2 separate regions of the Gossypium hirsutum genome follow, and region 1 is linked to region 2. Evidence: chromatin contacts called from public Hi-C data. All regions are on one chromosome and are shown on one strand. Each heading gives the region's core, a stretch centred on a gene start, on an enhancer-like site or on the middle of the called end of the contact. The rest is flanking DNA. Distances are from core to core; before and after follow the strand shown. Region 1 holds the start of LOC107961724 (probable cyclic nucleotide-gated ion channel 14). Region 2 holds the start of LOC107961715 (importin-5).

Region 1 (7,798 bases), core at 4,168-6,667, 820 kb before region 2:
AAATGCTTCCCCAGGGGAGCGTTTTGCTGACACGTACTCCGAAATCACGCTTACGTCGACGCGTTTTTATGGGAATCGGCCTAATCCGGTAAATAACGTAAAAAATAGCCCATTTCCGTAATTATATTATTTAAATGGCATATTTAGGTAAAACGCCCTTATCTTGATATATATATAAATTAAGTTTAAATGGTGTAAAATTTTAAAAGTATAAATATGGAATTGGAGTTTTTCTTTACAACAAATAAACTTTATTAATATAAATATATATATTTAATGATTTTTAATAATTTATTTTTTCTACACTTTTTTATATTTTTACAACACATAGAAAAAAAAATTGTCTATGACATATAATTTAATAATACTTGTTATACTTAAATTAAGATTTAATAATATTCATAATATCTTTAAAATTTATTAATAATATTAAATTATAAGATAATATTTTTTAATTTTATTTAAAATATTTTAATTAACTAAAAAATATATATTAAATAACTAACCCATGCATCACTGGGTAACAAGCCAGTAGTACATATATATAGTTGGGACCTAATTCGATGGGTTAAGGCATAGGGTTGATGGATTAAATCAATTTTCCGACATTTAACAGAGTAAACCGATTGCTGTCCATCGAGCATACGGGGTTGGGTGGTTGAGCAAATTGGGCATTCTATTTCTTGTCTCTTGATGGCCTTTATGGCTCAATAATAAGAGTACAGGGGCAAATTCGATATTTTAGTTTTGAACAGAATCTGAAATAAAGGACTGTCAAGCAAGGGTAATCTTGGAAACTTTGTATGCGCTCTAAACTCTATTAAGAGTTTTTCTTTTTTAATTTCGATGTTCATAACTCTTTCTTCTTTTTCTAAAAAATCAAAATACCTAATTTCCCCCGCTTGCTACTGCTAGGGTTTCTTTCTCTTCTCTCTCGCAACTCACCAGGTTTAACTTTTAGATCTCTCTTTTACGGTCAATTTTGGCAGTTTATTTTTACATCTATTTCATTGTTAGGTTTTACAATTGTTTTTTCGGGATTTTGGCATTGAAGTCAGACTTGAAATAACGTGAAATTTATTTTGATAGGTTTCTTTGGAGAAAAAAGGAAATGTCTCGAGTTTACGTGGGTAACCTTGACCCACGAGTTTCGGAGCGAGATCTTGAAGACGAGTTTCGTGTCTTTGGAGTTATTCGAAGGTAGAATAATATTGTTGTACCTCTCTTTTCTTTTTATCTTCTTTTTTACTGCTACATTTTGAACAACAATTGTTTGTAATATGCACCTTTCCAGCACGATTTTTCTGTCATAATTCCATCCAATTTCGTCTTTCTGATTTGATATATATATATTGCAGTGTGTGGGTTGCTAGAAGGCCACCAGGTTACGCTTTCATTGACTTTGATGATCACAGAGACGCCGAGGATGCAATTCGTGAATTAGATGGTATTCCAACCAGATTTCCTCATTTCTGATTATGACACTAATTGCATCCTAAATTTTCCGTCTTGTTAGTTGTGGGTTTATTTTTTTTTTTTGGAAACAAATTATGCCAACCTAGTTTTTATTTTTCTAAGTATTCCTCCGTGGTTAGGAGCTAATTCGTTGTTATTGATCTGCTCCTTTATGAATAAGAAAGATTAGTGATGAAAGTCATAATTTGATTAGTCGCATAATTCTTTAGATTTGGATTTTTTTATGAAGAATGTGCCTTTAACAGCGTTTAACCTTCATGTCTATTTGTGGAGGAAGTTTATGTGATCTGTTAGACCAGAATTAAGCTGCCCATGTGGTTGTGTTATGTTTGACATTTCTCCAGTTTAGTTTTATATATTAATTCAAAATTCTGTAAAACTTGTTGGTAGTTTTATCTCATTCATCCATCCAGTTGCTAGTTTCTGATTTTCGTTTTCTTAATGGCATCTTTTAACAAGCATACGGTTATCATTTGAGATTCACATCCTATACTAGTTTTATAAGTCACATATTTGGATTTAGGCAAGAATGGCTGGAGAGTTGAGCTTTCTCATAATTCTAGAGGCAGAGGTGGACGTGGAGGCGGAGGTGGAGGTGGTCGGGGACGGTCGGGTGGTTCTGATTTGAAGTGCTACGAGTGTGGTGAGGCCGGTCATTTTGCTCGAGAATGTCGTACACGTGGTGGTTCTGGAAGACGTCGCAGCCGCAGCCCTAGATATCGTAGGAGCCCAAGCTATGGGCGCAGGTAAGGCCTCCTAAGCAAAACATTGCCTTCTACTCATGATTGATTGAAGTTTTACAATCGAATGACACTTTTTAATTCCAAACAGAAGTTACAGTCCTCGTGGACGATCCCCTAGGCGTCGCAGTCCCTCTCCTCGTGGGCGTAGCTACAGCAGGTCTCCACCATACCGTGGTCGTGAGGAATTGCCATATGCTAATGGGTGAACTTCCTTGAACTTTATGCTAGTAGCTGGAAAGGCTTTTTTTAAAGTTGTCTTTTTGATCAATAATGAGCAAGTGTATCAAACTAGTTAAATTTTGGTTACGCATCTGATTTGATCACGCTCACAGCTTTGTTCATCCTAGTTTAATTTTTTGTTGTACTGTTTGGATTATGATATGTGCATGAAAGATTGCTACTGAATTTGGTGTAGAAATGGTGCAAGGGAACGCCGACGGAGCAGGAGTTAAGTGCTGCAAGGATGTAACTCTTATGTGAAGGGACTGATTAAGTTTGTTTAGTTTGTTGACTTCAGTGCTACTGTTTTAATTGGGCAACGCCCGCAGCATCTTGGATTTGGTTAAGTTACTTTCTGTTTTTCCTTATTTCTATGATGGTTTTATTTGCTTTATCTATGCTAAGTACTTTTTTATGCGTAGGGGGGGAAACTTAAAATGACCTCTATAATTTTATTGAGAAATCATTAAAGAAATTCTGCTAAAAAGTTCATGCTTTTCTTTTGTGTTGAGGTGTCTTCTGGGTCTGCCTCGTTACTTTTCTGCTTCTACACGTCTGGGATTTGCTTCTTTGCTGCCCGTCTATGGGATCTTCAATATTTGATCATTGTGGGTCCCATTTGTCATCATCTGTAGTTGCTACTGTTTGAATGAATCTCTCCTGCTGTGATGAACCTTCGTCAAACTCTAGTGGCTTTACTTACTTTATCTTAAAAGGATTGAGGGAGCTGCCTCAAACGCTGCTTCTGGCAGGTACTATATCTGTTCTACAGAAGTTGATGTTTTAGGGTCCTTACAAGAGTGGGATTGGTAATTTACAGACCTTATTTTTTGTGCAAACTTTTTAGAAAACATGACGGTAAAATATTTTGAAAGATGCAAGGATATTTTGCTTACTGTTTTTCTTCAACATGTTTGTGGTCATTCAGCTGACAAGCAAGAATAAATTTGGAGTCTTCTACTTCTGTTGGGTTGGAAAGTTGGGAAGCTGTACTCACTTTTCTTCCTAGTGTCTGCATCTAGTTCCAGATGATTATGCTTGACAAAAAGTGTGTGCTTGATATTTTTCTTTCGAATATTTTGAGTTTTTTGCGTGTCTTTGGCGGTACATAAATTCGGGAGCGTTCTGGGATGGTTGACTCTTAGTTGCAGAACTTGATGATCTCGAACAAAGTCACAATATCCTCACAAGTTAATCATGATTCGCCGACCTTGCTATATATCTTTGGGTCCCTTGGTAGGCTGCAAAACAAGCATAGGTGAAGTGACTGGCCTGTTATCTTTGGTGTGACTGGATGATATTTAACCTACCAAAATAGGTTGGTTTCTTGTCTAGCTGTTTACCATCTTTGAATAGGAAGACTAATCATCATTTGGCGTCATGAATTTTTTTTGCTGTATACGAGATGCTAATGTTGCTCAAATGTCCCAATCATGTTTTTGGCCCTCTGGTTAACTCTGAAACAAGACTTAGGGACAAAGTTTTCATGTCAGATATTTAAGAGTGAGGTCATGTTAGATTGGGTGTTGTTTTGTTTTATAAACAGTTGGAATGATAAAAAGTCCAACAAATTCATTGTTCATGAGTTTAATTTAATTTCTGAAATTATTGTATGCAATGTTGCAATGCAAGTCAGATAGATGCACTTCCATTTGTTCCCGGTGATTAAGTTTTTTCTATGCATGGTTAGAAGTATGACTGCTGCTATGTTCATGGTGAACCAATTTATAATTTAAAATCTCCATAGAACATATTCTCTATTGTGTGATTTGCTTGAATTTTTGGTTTGTTGGAAGAAATATGAACGTAGTGTGTTTGTATGTGTGTCAGCCTCCATTATGGATACTGAATTTGGTCCATCTATGATATTTATATGTATATTGGTACACCGGTGATTACGGTTTTTTATTTTACATCTGACAAGTGGCTTAATTGATAATTTGAAAAGTGATTTAGAAAAAAGGGTAATGATTTGGTTTCAAAGTATCCTTTTGATGTCAATTTTTTGTTTGTCAGATGAGATTAGGGTGTACCAGCTGTCCAAGATTTTTGACTTATTTTTCATGGCGATATCTGTAAACATTATTAAATTTTAGTTACAGTGGTTTGTGAAGCCTGAAAAGGTATTGAAAGAAATTAAATTTGAAGGGTTTTTCGTTTTAAAAGAAGAAATTGAATAGTTGTTGATATTAGAAGTAAGCCCTTCCCAATAAAAAATTAACTAATTGCTGCATAGCCAGCTGTTTGAAAGAAAAAAATATTCTTTAGAACTTTGTTATCACTAATTATCAATTGTAGTCCTTTTAATCTGATGTCATTTAAACTGGTTAATAGCATTATGAATTTTTTTTAAAAAAAAATATGTAAATTAAAACAAAAAATTTAATCTCAACTTTTAATTGGTGAGACTTACCACTGAAAACGCCTGAATTATTTGAGTTTTTTAAGTTGTCCTTTTTAATTTTTTTATTCCTTTTGGAGAAACGAGTTCTGTTTTATTTTTTTTTAGATATTAAAAAAATAAAATTTCAAGTAAATAAAAAATAATTAATATCTTTTAAATGAACTTTTAGATAAATTTTAATGTTTTAAAATTAAAATTAAAATTAAAATTAAAATAGCATTTAGATTTGAATTAGGTGAGGTAAAAGTATGAACATGAAATTAGGAGGGAATCTAAAATAGTGGTAGACTTCTACGGCTCCATCACTGCCGATGTGGCAAGGACCACTCAACTGTGGGATCTAAACGTCCAATAAAGAATCGGGATCCCGCCTGTTTTTATTACAAACACAAAACAGAGAGCCGGCAACAACCCTGTCATCAAAATTGTTATTAAATTTTCAATTATCTTCCAATTATCAATAATATAAAAAATGGTTTTACTAAATGTTGGGTATAATAATAAATTAAATTATTATATAAACAATCGAAGGGAATCAATGAAAATATAAATATTGTTTGATCGCCTCCAATCTCCAAAGTCAATGGTATTTCGTGTGTTTTTTCACATTGAATCCTCTTTTTAATTTCTCCCAACAACACAAACTAGTTAAAAAAAAAAAACACTCTGAGCTGTTCTTCCTTCATTTTGCTTTCACTAGTATTTCTTTATTGAAATTCCTAGTTTTGGGATTTGCTTTCCTTTTTTCCTCTCTTTCTTCTCTTTCAGTCCTCCAAAAATCTTGCATCCGATTACGTCAATATCCTTCTTCCTCTCTTCTTTTCATTTGCAAAAAGAAAACGACCTTTTTGTTGGTATTTTCACTATGTTGGTCGATACGAGGAGGCAATGAAAGATCTATCTTGTTTACTTCTTTTTTTCTAAGCACTTCCACTTCCTTTATGATGGATTTTCAATATAATTTTTGTTGCAGTAAAGCTGCACCCATTTCTCTGCACACTTTACTTTTATGACCAATTTCACAAAAAAGGATGGAGTTCAAAACAGAGAAGCTAGTGAGGTAATCTTAGCAACCCACCTCTCCTCATTTTTCTTCAAATTTCCATTGATGGATCCTTTTTCGAATTCTCAGGTTCAACAACAATGGCACAGCACGTACGGAGAAGCCGCCACTGCCCGTATTCAAAGCAACCGTCCCTTTATTGAAAACCGAAGGAGTTTCCAAATATGGAAAGTCAAAGGTTCTTTTTCCAGAGGATCACGAGCCATGGAGGGAAAGGATTCTAGATCCTGGTACTGAAATTTACTTGCAGTGGAACAGGATTTTTCTCTTTTGGTGCTTAGTGGCTCTCTTCGTCGACCCATTGTTTTTCTACCTGCCTTCATTGATAAAAAAAGACACCACCTCTTGTTTGGAAACTGATTTGAATCTGGGAATCGTTGTAACTTGTTTCCGTACACTTGCCGATGCATTTTACGTGTTGCATATATTCATCAAGTTCCGAACGGCTTATGTGTCGCCTACCTCAAGGGTATTTGGTAGGGGTGAACTTGTTACTCACCCAGATTTGATTGCTAAAAGGTATTTGAGATCGGATTTCTTCATAGATCTTGTGGCTGCTCTACCTCTTCCTCAGGTACTTCATTCTGTAAATGTCCCTATTTAATCAAATGAAGGGCCTTTTTTGAATTGTTTAATTTGCAAGTGATGTTGATGGCGTTTTTGGTAGCTGAGACTGATGTAAATGCTGCAAGCAACCACTGGAATCTAGATATGTTTTTATGCGGTTGTTGAGAGAATGCTGATTTCTTTCGGGGAGGTCTTTTAACTGTCATGTGTTGAAAGTCGAAACATCCTTCAATTGGCCAGTATTATTTACGTCGGGGGATTTTATCTCTCAACTCTGAGAACCTAAGTGCCTAAAGACGGCGAGGTCAAACAGAGCGAGAGATTTTCGTCAGGTGGCTAAGAAGGTAGACCATGTATGTGTGCAAGTAGGTCCAGTGGTTGTGTTGTTATCCAACAATGCCTTATAGGGAACCTTAACCCTTCCAACCTTTAACCCTTCCAAGTGCAAATTTTGAGATTTCTATGGTGGTGACCATGTCACAAGCATCCAACGAGTCATTTCCGCTTTATTGAACCCACAATATTTTTCGGGTAGCTTTTTAAGGCACACGGTCTCTCATAGAGTTAGGGGATCAATACCAATCCACTAAAAGATCTGTCGATTCTCAATACACAATACTTTAAAATTTTCTCTCAAATAGATCTCCTTTCTAATAATTTTCTTTCACAAGGTTCAATATTTAGTAAGCATAAATCGCCGAAATAGTCACTTTTTTATCGGGTTATATTTTAATTACTTATATTTGAAATATTACATTTTAGTCATCTATGTTACCGTGTTATAACATTTTAGTCACTGGGCGTTAATTGTCGTTAACGGTGTAATGGTAAGCAGATGTAACACGTTAAATCATTATTTCAAACTAAAAAAAATATAAGGACTAATTGTATAATTTAACTTAGTTTTTTTTTGTAATGGTAATTTAACGTGTCACATCAATTTATCGTTATCCCGTTAACAACAATTAAAGACTCAGTGACTAAAATGTTACAACACGTTAACATAAGTGACTAAAACTTAACATTTTAAATATTAGAGACTAAAATATAATTTAAAAAAAATAAAAGTGATTATTTTGATAGTTTACTAAATGGGTTTTTGATAAATGATGAAAAAGTGATAGAAGTTTTTTCTTTGGTTTAAGGAAAGATATTTTGCTCAAGCTAAAACTGATTTAATATTTTTTTTTTCTTTTTACTTTTGTTCGCAGATTGTGATATGGTTCATTATACCAGCAATTAGAAGCTCCCATGCTGATTATACTAATAATGCACTTGTGCTGATTGTGCTGCTCCAATATGTTCCCAGATTGTATTTAATTTTCC
Region 2 (7,690 bases), core at 4,192-6,691:
AAGCATATTTTAAGTGTAAACAACAATAACCTTATGTAATGCCTCCACAAGAGCCGGAATAATGTAATCAGACAATTGCTTCACATAGGTCTCATTACGCCCTTGAGCCATTCCCTTCTCCACAGCTAATTTTGCAGAACGCAATAACTCCGGCATGGCTAGAATAAAATTGAAATATAGGCAAGGATAGAATTAAAAAAAGCCTAACTTGAAAAGAAAGAGTTAAGTAACAGAAGTGTTTGCTCATACCTGAAACAGCAGCTTTTCTAACTTCCTCATGGAAATAAAATTTAAGAAGAGGAACTAAAGTTGGAGCAACCTGGATCATATGTTTGTTAGTATTAATGTTCCTAGAAAGGATAGAATGAAAATGATGCAGGAGCATCTAAGTTAGTTAATTATTTACTGTTTTACGTTAGTTATTGGAGTTTATTTGTTAAAAATTATTTTATTAAATATTTAATGAGTTATGTGATTAGGCTAATACTCTTTGTGAAGAGTTCTAGTTTAAACAGTCTACTAGAATGTATGATTTGTTAAGAGTTTTACCATAAATAAGCTGGACAATATTTACAGCCAGATAATCATTCTCATTATTTTTCTTTGAATTATTATAAAGAAATTAGAGGTTATCTATAACCCAAAGTTTTCTAGTGTTCCATCTTTCCTATTCATTTGTTCAGCCCTATTAATTTAATTGTTGTTGTTTTCTCCCCTAAACCACATCAGATAACCCAATACCAATACAATGAACTGAAACAAACCTGTTCAATCCATGGAAAAAACCCTTCCTTCAACTCATCGGCATAGCAACATAGCATGTTACATGCTGTAGCCTTCTCCTCCAGAACGCTTGTCTTGATCCCAATTCTTTTGTCCCCAAGCGTAATGGTTTCCATACTGTGCAAAACCAGGATAATCTTACTATTAACACCAAATAACATAATGGAACAACAAGCTATTGCAATAAACCAACCACAAGCCATAGATGAACACAACTAAGCCCAAGACTTCATGTGATGTGTCTGTACATGCTCAATTGTGTGTGTTTTAGCAAGAATAGAGAAAAGTAGAAGAGAGAGGCAATAGAGTTTTCAAATACATACAAATGAGTTGGGAGGGTAAGCAAGATGCCAATGCATGTATCAATGGCAGAAAGTAAAAATTAAAGTAGTAACAAGGTATAACCTTTCATCATCGGAGTCCTCTATGTCATTATCTGAATCTGCAGATGTAATAGTTACATCCGGCTTAAGCTGAGCAGACTGAAGAAGGGGAGGCATGACAACACTCATGTAAGGGAGGAAGTCTTGTCCCAAACACTTGCAGAGTCTAGCCCATGCCTGTAACAAGGATATATTATCATAAGCAAGGATGAATAAACATACGAGCAATATTATGATAGTTTTACACATTTCTGGTACTATGAGCATACTTGCAGCATGTAACTTGTCGTTGGATCATCTGTTTCCATTTGGGATCCTTGCAATGACATAAGCACTTCCATAACCTTACAAGGGAAAAAAAGTTGTGAAAGTCCTTTCAATCTTTGATAGAAGAAGAATCAATATAACTGTACCATATAATGAAAAGTAAACAAAGAACAATGAGAAAAACAAAAAGAAATGAACGTGCTACAAGTCCACAAGTTTGCTCATAAGGGTGAAGGTGGGGTCTATACCAAAAAACAGAAGTGTACAACAGTGGTTATGCATTAAACTTCTTCAGGTATAGGTCATATATAAACTTTTAAGACAATGGAAACAACAATTTACAGTTTTTTTACAGTCATTCTATAAAGATACACTTGAATAAGATTTATTTATCAACTGGGTATTCAAAAGAAAAAAGAAACAAAACTGAATCACGTTCAAGGAACAAGAAATGCATATTTTTTTTCTAGGCTAGAGAACAGAGAGTGCATAATTGCTCCAAATCACACCATTGTTCTCCTTAACCAATGTCAAATAGTATGACTAAAGTCAAATAACTCAAAATTTCTATGATTGATGACCTTTTGAGGTCTAAAAAAATAAATATAAGAGTAGAAGTAATCAAATTGAAACCAGACAAGGTATTTCTATACGCATACCCACCTGCTTAGCATCATCTCTGAATTTCTCTTTTCCAACAGCCATTCCAACAAGACTAATACACTCCAGGGATTTGGCACGTAGCATACGATTAGATTTGTCAGTAGCATTTACCAAGATTGCTTTCAGGTAAGGCATAACTGCATCATAGTATTTTTGGAAATGCTCCTGCAACCCCCAATATCACTGGCCTGAATCACCCATATAAAAGATATAAACTAATGATCTAGTTTTATTTTGGGTAAAATTATACCTGAGATGAGTCGGCAACTGATGCCAAAGCAGTCAAGGCACCTTCTTGCACCATTTGTTTCCCATTCTGCATGATATATTTTATATTAGACAAAAAACAATAATCTAAAATAAAGTGAATTGATGGATTAGCATTTAACTCACTTGTCATACCTGTAAAAGTACAAGCAATTTGCTGACTATTCCATCCAAGTAAGGTGTTAAAATTTCTGGAGTGCAGTTCTCACTAAAGTTGAGTACAGCTGACGCAGCATGGGCCTGTTCAGACAAATTACATGACAAAAGAGTTATTCATATTATACAGTAAAATGTTGAGGTAAAAAAAAGGGACATAGAATAAGAATATTAAACTTTTACACAAAGAGAATAAGCTCGTTCAACTACATGTAAGTAGGCATATTCTATCCATCTATAAACTGGGACAGTGGAACTATCAATAAATCCACATCTACGTGAAGACTTGAAGATGGTTTTTTCTCCATTATCCACAAAATATTCAGGAGATTACACCTTCACAACCAGTTATGAGGCTCTTACAGTAAAGAAGCTAGCAACAGTTAACATCCAAGTTCTGTTTCATCTTTCAAGAATAGGTAGACATAGAATTGTATAACGAAATTTAAAAACTATTCCCATTATTTAAGAAATCAGTGAGTGTTAGAAAATTTAGATAACAACCACCAGTGAACTCTGATGAGTGATAAAATAATTCGATAGTAACCAGTTGAAATGTTCCAAACTGGAAAAAACATGTTAATTCTTATTATATAATATGAAATTTGTCAACTACAAAGATACCGATATAACCAAATAAGAACATATACACTCGGATATATTTTACCTAAAGCAAGCCACACAACCAGAACAACACCAGGCATATCCACAGACAACTTAAGAATCAGGTCATTATTGGAAAGGAATTGAATGTTGTTGGGTTCAGGGGAGAGAAGGGAGTGCTGATTATACCACAAAAACAGAGATAAAGATAGGATGAATAAAATACTCTATCTAAAGTGCAATGCATATTAGTGAATTATGTCACCAGCCTACAGCGAATTTCAGCTTGTTTCTCTCTACTTAAAGATTGAAGATTACATAAGCATCCACATCACAAAGTAAAAAAAATATTTACATACTTTCAAAATTATAATCTAGAATCATGAAAGCAAAATTATATATCTCGGACTAACCTGTACTCGTGGATTCTGAAAATCATCCATAGCGCCAGCTAATGCAGGCAATACTCTTTGGTGATATTGGTTTTGCAAATCTGGTCCTAAGTCGGTAGACAATTGCCCAATTGCATTAATAGCTGCCCACCTTACACGAGGATGAGAATCATGAAATGAGTTCAAAACCATGGAAACCACTTGTTCCAGATTTTTAATCATAACCTGCAAGTACAGCAACAAATAAATTTAAAAAAAGAAAAAGAAAATAAACATCTTCCTAATTTTTTACTCAACCATGAAACATAAGGCATTTTTTCCTTTCAAAGCTGAATTAGCCATGCCATTAGGCTATAAAAAAATATGTTTGAATCCACATGCACTAGACAGAATTCCACCCCATTGTTAGTAAACTTACAACACCATAAACCAAACTGAATAACCACATTAACAAACGATGATTAATAAGTGTACCTTGGCACACCCCTCAGCAATCTGAGCAAGGGCAATTAGTGCAGCATGATGCTTTTGCCACTCAGAAGCAGCCAAATAAGCAGGCAACTGCTCAGATGCAACAGGAACAATTGTGTTCCCACCTAAGGAAATTGCCAAACGATCCAAACACTCCTGTCCGACACTGTAATTGCTGGTCTCTCCAGCATCCTCATCCTCAGATTCTGCTGTGTGCCATGCTGCATCATCCTCAATATCTAACAGCATTCTCATCAATATTGCAAATAACCTACTAATAAATTGCGGCAACTTCCGCATCATTCCAGGAGCACGCTCCCTTGCTTCCGCCAAAGTCACCACAAATTCAATCGCCAAATGACGTGTCCCTTCCTCAAGAGATTCTGCCTCTGCAATCTGCAGCATCGAACCCACTACATCAACAAGCTGCCTCCTAAGAAACCGTGGCTCGGTACCTGCCAACTCGATCAACAACTCAAGTGCCTCCTGAGCAGTGGCCTCATTCCCGTTATTTAAAGCCTCTGTCAAGGTCCTCATCATTGCTGGCAAAAGATCCTGAAACCTATCCCGATCGGATGAGCTGGTCAAACATTGAATAAAGTTGATGACCGCATTCAACGCAGCAATTTTGACATCGGCATTAGAACTTTCACTCAGGCACCTCAAGAACACAGTGTGTAGATCCTTTATAAAAGGAGTCAACACATCCCCAATATATTGACTCAGCTGCGCAAATATCAAAAAAGCAGACTCCTGTAATTTAGGGGAATCCGAAGAGACACACTGAAACATAAACGGCAAGAGCTCTGGCCACCCATTCTCCGGCAAAATACTGGAAGCAAGCTCCGCAACAGTATCGCACAGCTTTTTAGATAAATTTTTGGTGGTTTCCACTTGGATTTGAGACAGAATCACGGATTTGAGGGAAGACTGTGTAGAAATGTTGAGGCGAGGCCAGATATAGGAGTCGTCACGCGTCAACAACTTACGGAGGAGAATAGCTGCCATGGCGCGAGTCTCGGGCTGAGTGCAGACTTGGAGAAGGTGGGCGAGGCGAAGGCAGAGGGCGTCAGGGTCCGATTGCTTGCATAGATTAAACAAGGCCTCAGCGTGAGAACGTTGTTCGTTTGATGATGACATCAAGTGGGAGACTAGGGTTTCAAATGGAATCGGGTCAGGTCCTAGGATGAGGGCGAGCTGCGATTGCTGGTCCATGGCGGCGAAGGAGAAGGAGGAGGAAACGGAGACGGAGAAAATGATGAAATTGATTCCTTTGTCACCTCTTCGTTAATGCTTTTGCTCTGTGTTTTGTTGGGCGTCTTCTTGAGTGGGAGTGTGGGGGAAAATAAGGGATTTTAAGAGAGAGAAAACTAGGGCTGACAAGAAAAAAAAGGGGGCTGGATTAGCTGTAATTTTACGTGTCATGATTATTAATGTGAGTACCCACTTCCTTTCTTCTTTTCTTTTTTCATTTTTGGAGGGAAAAATAAAATACTTACTCCTACAATCCTACTAAACCACTAACGGGATGTCTGCTGTGAGCTTTGGAAAAAAAAAACTTAGGACGGATTTTACCCATTCAACAAGGTACAAGTTAAAATTGATATATTTTCATATTTTTTTGGTATTCTCTAGTAATAATTGGTATAGCTTTATAATTTTTGTAATTCTTCAAAAATTTCGATAATTTCTCATCGGTTTTAATATTTCCTCGTCATTGGCATTTAATAGAATTTTTTAATACGTTCTAATAATTTTCGAAATTAAGATTTGATACGAGAAATAATTTTGATATAAAAACATATATTATTTTTAAATATTAAGAACTGTTAAGGGGAAATTGTAACTGTAAATTATGATAAGTTTTAAATCATTATAGATTAGTGTGATGGTCAAATAATTTGTGCATCCGTTTTGAATTTGTTTTCGGTTAATAATGATTATAAAACATGAACTTGTAATGATGGTTGATATGAACAATCATTTGAAAATGGAATATTTTGTATGCATATGAAATATGATAACTGACAGCATGTGAAAGATTATACAAACCGATTATACGAGCTTTAAAGGCTTGTCTAAAAATGACACAAAACAAATGATTCAAGAAGGAAATGTGAAAATGAATTGACTTGGTGAAATGCATTGGCATATAATTGAATTATTGCAATGATAGGAAACTTGGTATTCTATGCTAATATGAATTTATCAATTAGCATAAGGTATGCATTTTGGATAGATTTGACATGAATTGAAAATTGTTATTGTTGAAAACTAATTCATGATTTTAGTGTAAGTCTAACATGCTATGTTGATTTGAAACATAAAAGTACCACTGAGCTTTATCGCTTAACGTACGGTTTGTTTATTCTATGCATAGGTACTAATAGATCTCAAAGACTCGAGGAGTGATCCAGCATTCAAACCGCAACTCTCATCTTAGCAAAGTTTGTATAGTTTCTTTATGCTTCAATATGTGGCATGTACCCAAAATTGAGTCGGTTTTAAGTAGTAAATTGTTGATTTGGTGTTTTAGATATCATGGTTAGTTTGATATATGATACATGAGTTGTATATGATATATATATATATATATGTAAGTAGCATAAGGTTTAAAATAATGTAAATATGTTAATGTTCATATTACAGAGTTGTTGTGATTTTATGTTCAAGGAAGTTATGAAAGCAGTAGGTGACGTCACGATGAAAAATCAACAGAGAGTGACATCACAACTATGGACCTTCGATGTCATGACATCAACTCGATAGTTTTAAAATTGTTGCATTTTAGTGTTAGAGTATGCCCAAAGACCAATCATGAGATGATTGTAATCACATACTCATTTTACCTTGTTTTCTAATATAATGCATTGCCATTATTATTTCAGTTTCTTTTTATGTATGCACGAATAAAGTATTTAATAATAAAGTCCTAAGAATAATATGATTATTCTTAAAAGGTCCTTAGTCAAGTATTATAGTGGGCTTGGACAATGATAATGCATTGAGACTAATGTGTAGTTGATTAATGATGAAGTGTTGTCATTGACATAGGGATGTCAAAACTGATACGCGAGTATGTGTTAGAGAACAACATACTGGACTGACTTGCTATGAGTATTGTTATTGGATTATTATGTAATAGTCACAACATTACTCATAGTGATAATTATGTATATGATCCTTAGACTTGAGATCATCATTGTCCCAACATAGTGAGTTGTATATTTTGACACAGTCAAACGTCTACCATAACAGGTTATACTATAAAGACTGATGTTGGGTATGTCACAATCTATGTAGAGGAATATGGTTGATCAAGATAGGATTTGTCCTTCTTACATAATACGAGTAATATCTTAGGCCTCTTGATGGAGTGAGATTAAAAATGCATGGCCATGCTCGAATCAGTTGATATAAGATATCACACTTATTTTTTTATAGTAGTCTACTCAGAATATCAAGAAAGATGATATTGGACTATACAAGTGTGACAATTTCATCACTTGTGTCCAATCTAGATGTTAAGGATAAAAGCATATAATACATGAAAAGATTATCACAAAAAGGTAATGTCGAATCACGACTTCTTGCAACTTGGTTATCAATGATGCATTACTAGATGCCACTCATTGTTTATAATATTAGAGACATTATAATATTATTATTAACTTTACAAGAACCTACAAGGTCACACCCTATAGT

The links. A called contact is a pair of places that touch in the nucleus more often than the background predicts.
Region 1: a contact with region 2 is called in a Hi-C map of leaf, with 1.6 times the contacts expected there. The contact joins the promoter of LOC107961724 here to the promoter of LOC107961715 in region 2. A contact is called at or near these places in 5 of 34 Hi-C or Micro-C datasets (callus, leaf and petal).

The regions. Positions count from the first base shown.
Region 1 is chrA06:45,104,298-45,112,095 of Gossypium_hirsutum_v2.1, reverse strand. LOC107961724 (probable cyclic nucleotide-gated ion channel 14) reads left to right here and starts at 5,417. Exons shown (of 7, transcript XM_016897812.2): 1 at 5,417-5,902; 2 at 5,975-6,479; 3 at 7,684-7,798. The coding sequence starts at 5,874. LOC107961727 (serine/arginine-rich splicing factor RSZ22) reads left to right here and starts at 758. Exons shown (of 7, transcript XM_016897814.2): 1 at 758-948; 2 at 1,090-1,200; 3 at 1,359-1,447; 4 at 2,000-2,222; 5 at 2,308-2,421; 6 at 2,635-3,247; 7 at 3,367-4,051. The coding sequence starts at 1,112. The coding sequence ends at 2,671.
Region 2 is chrA06:44,283,291-44,290,980 of Gossypium_hirsutum_v2.1, reverse strand. LOC107961715 (importin-5) reads right to left here and starts at 5,441. Exons shown (of 21, transcript XR_005928778.1): 1 at 3,989-5,441; 2 at 3,536-3,739; 3 at 2,499-2,603; 4 at 2,347-2,412; 5 at 2,097-2,261; 6 at 1,436-1,510; 7 at 1,189-1,343; 8 at 765-900; 9 at 250-319; 10 at 31-158.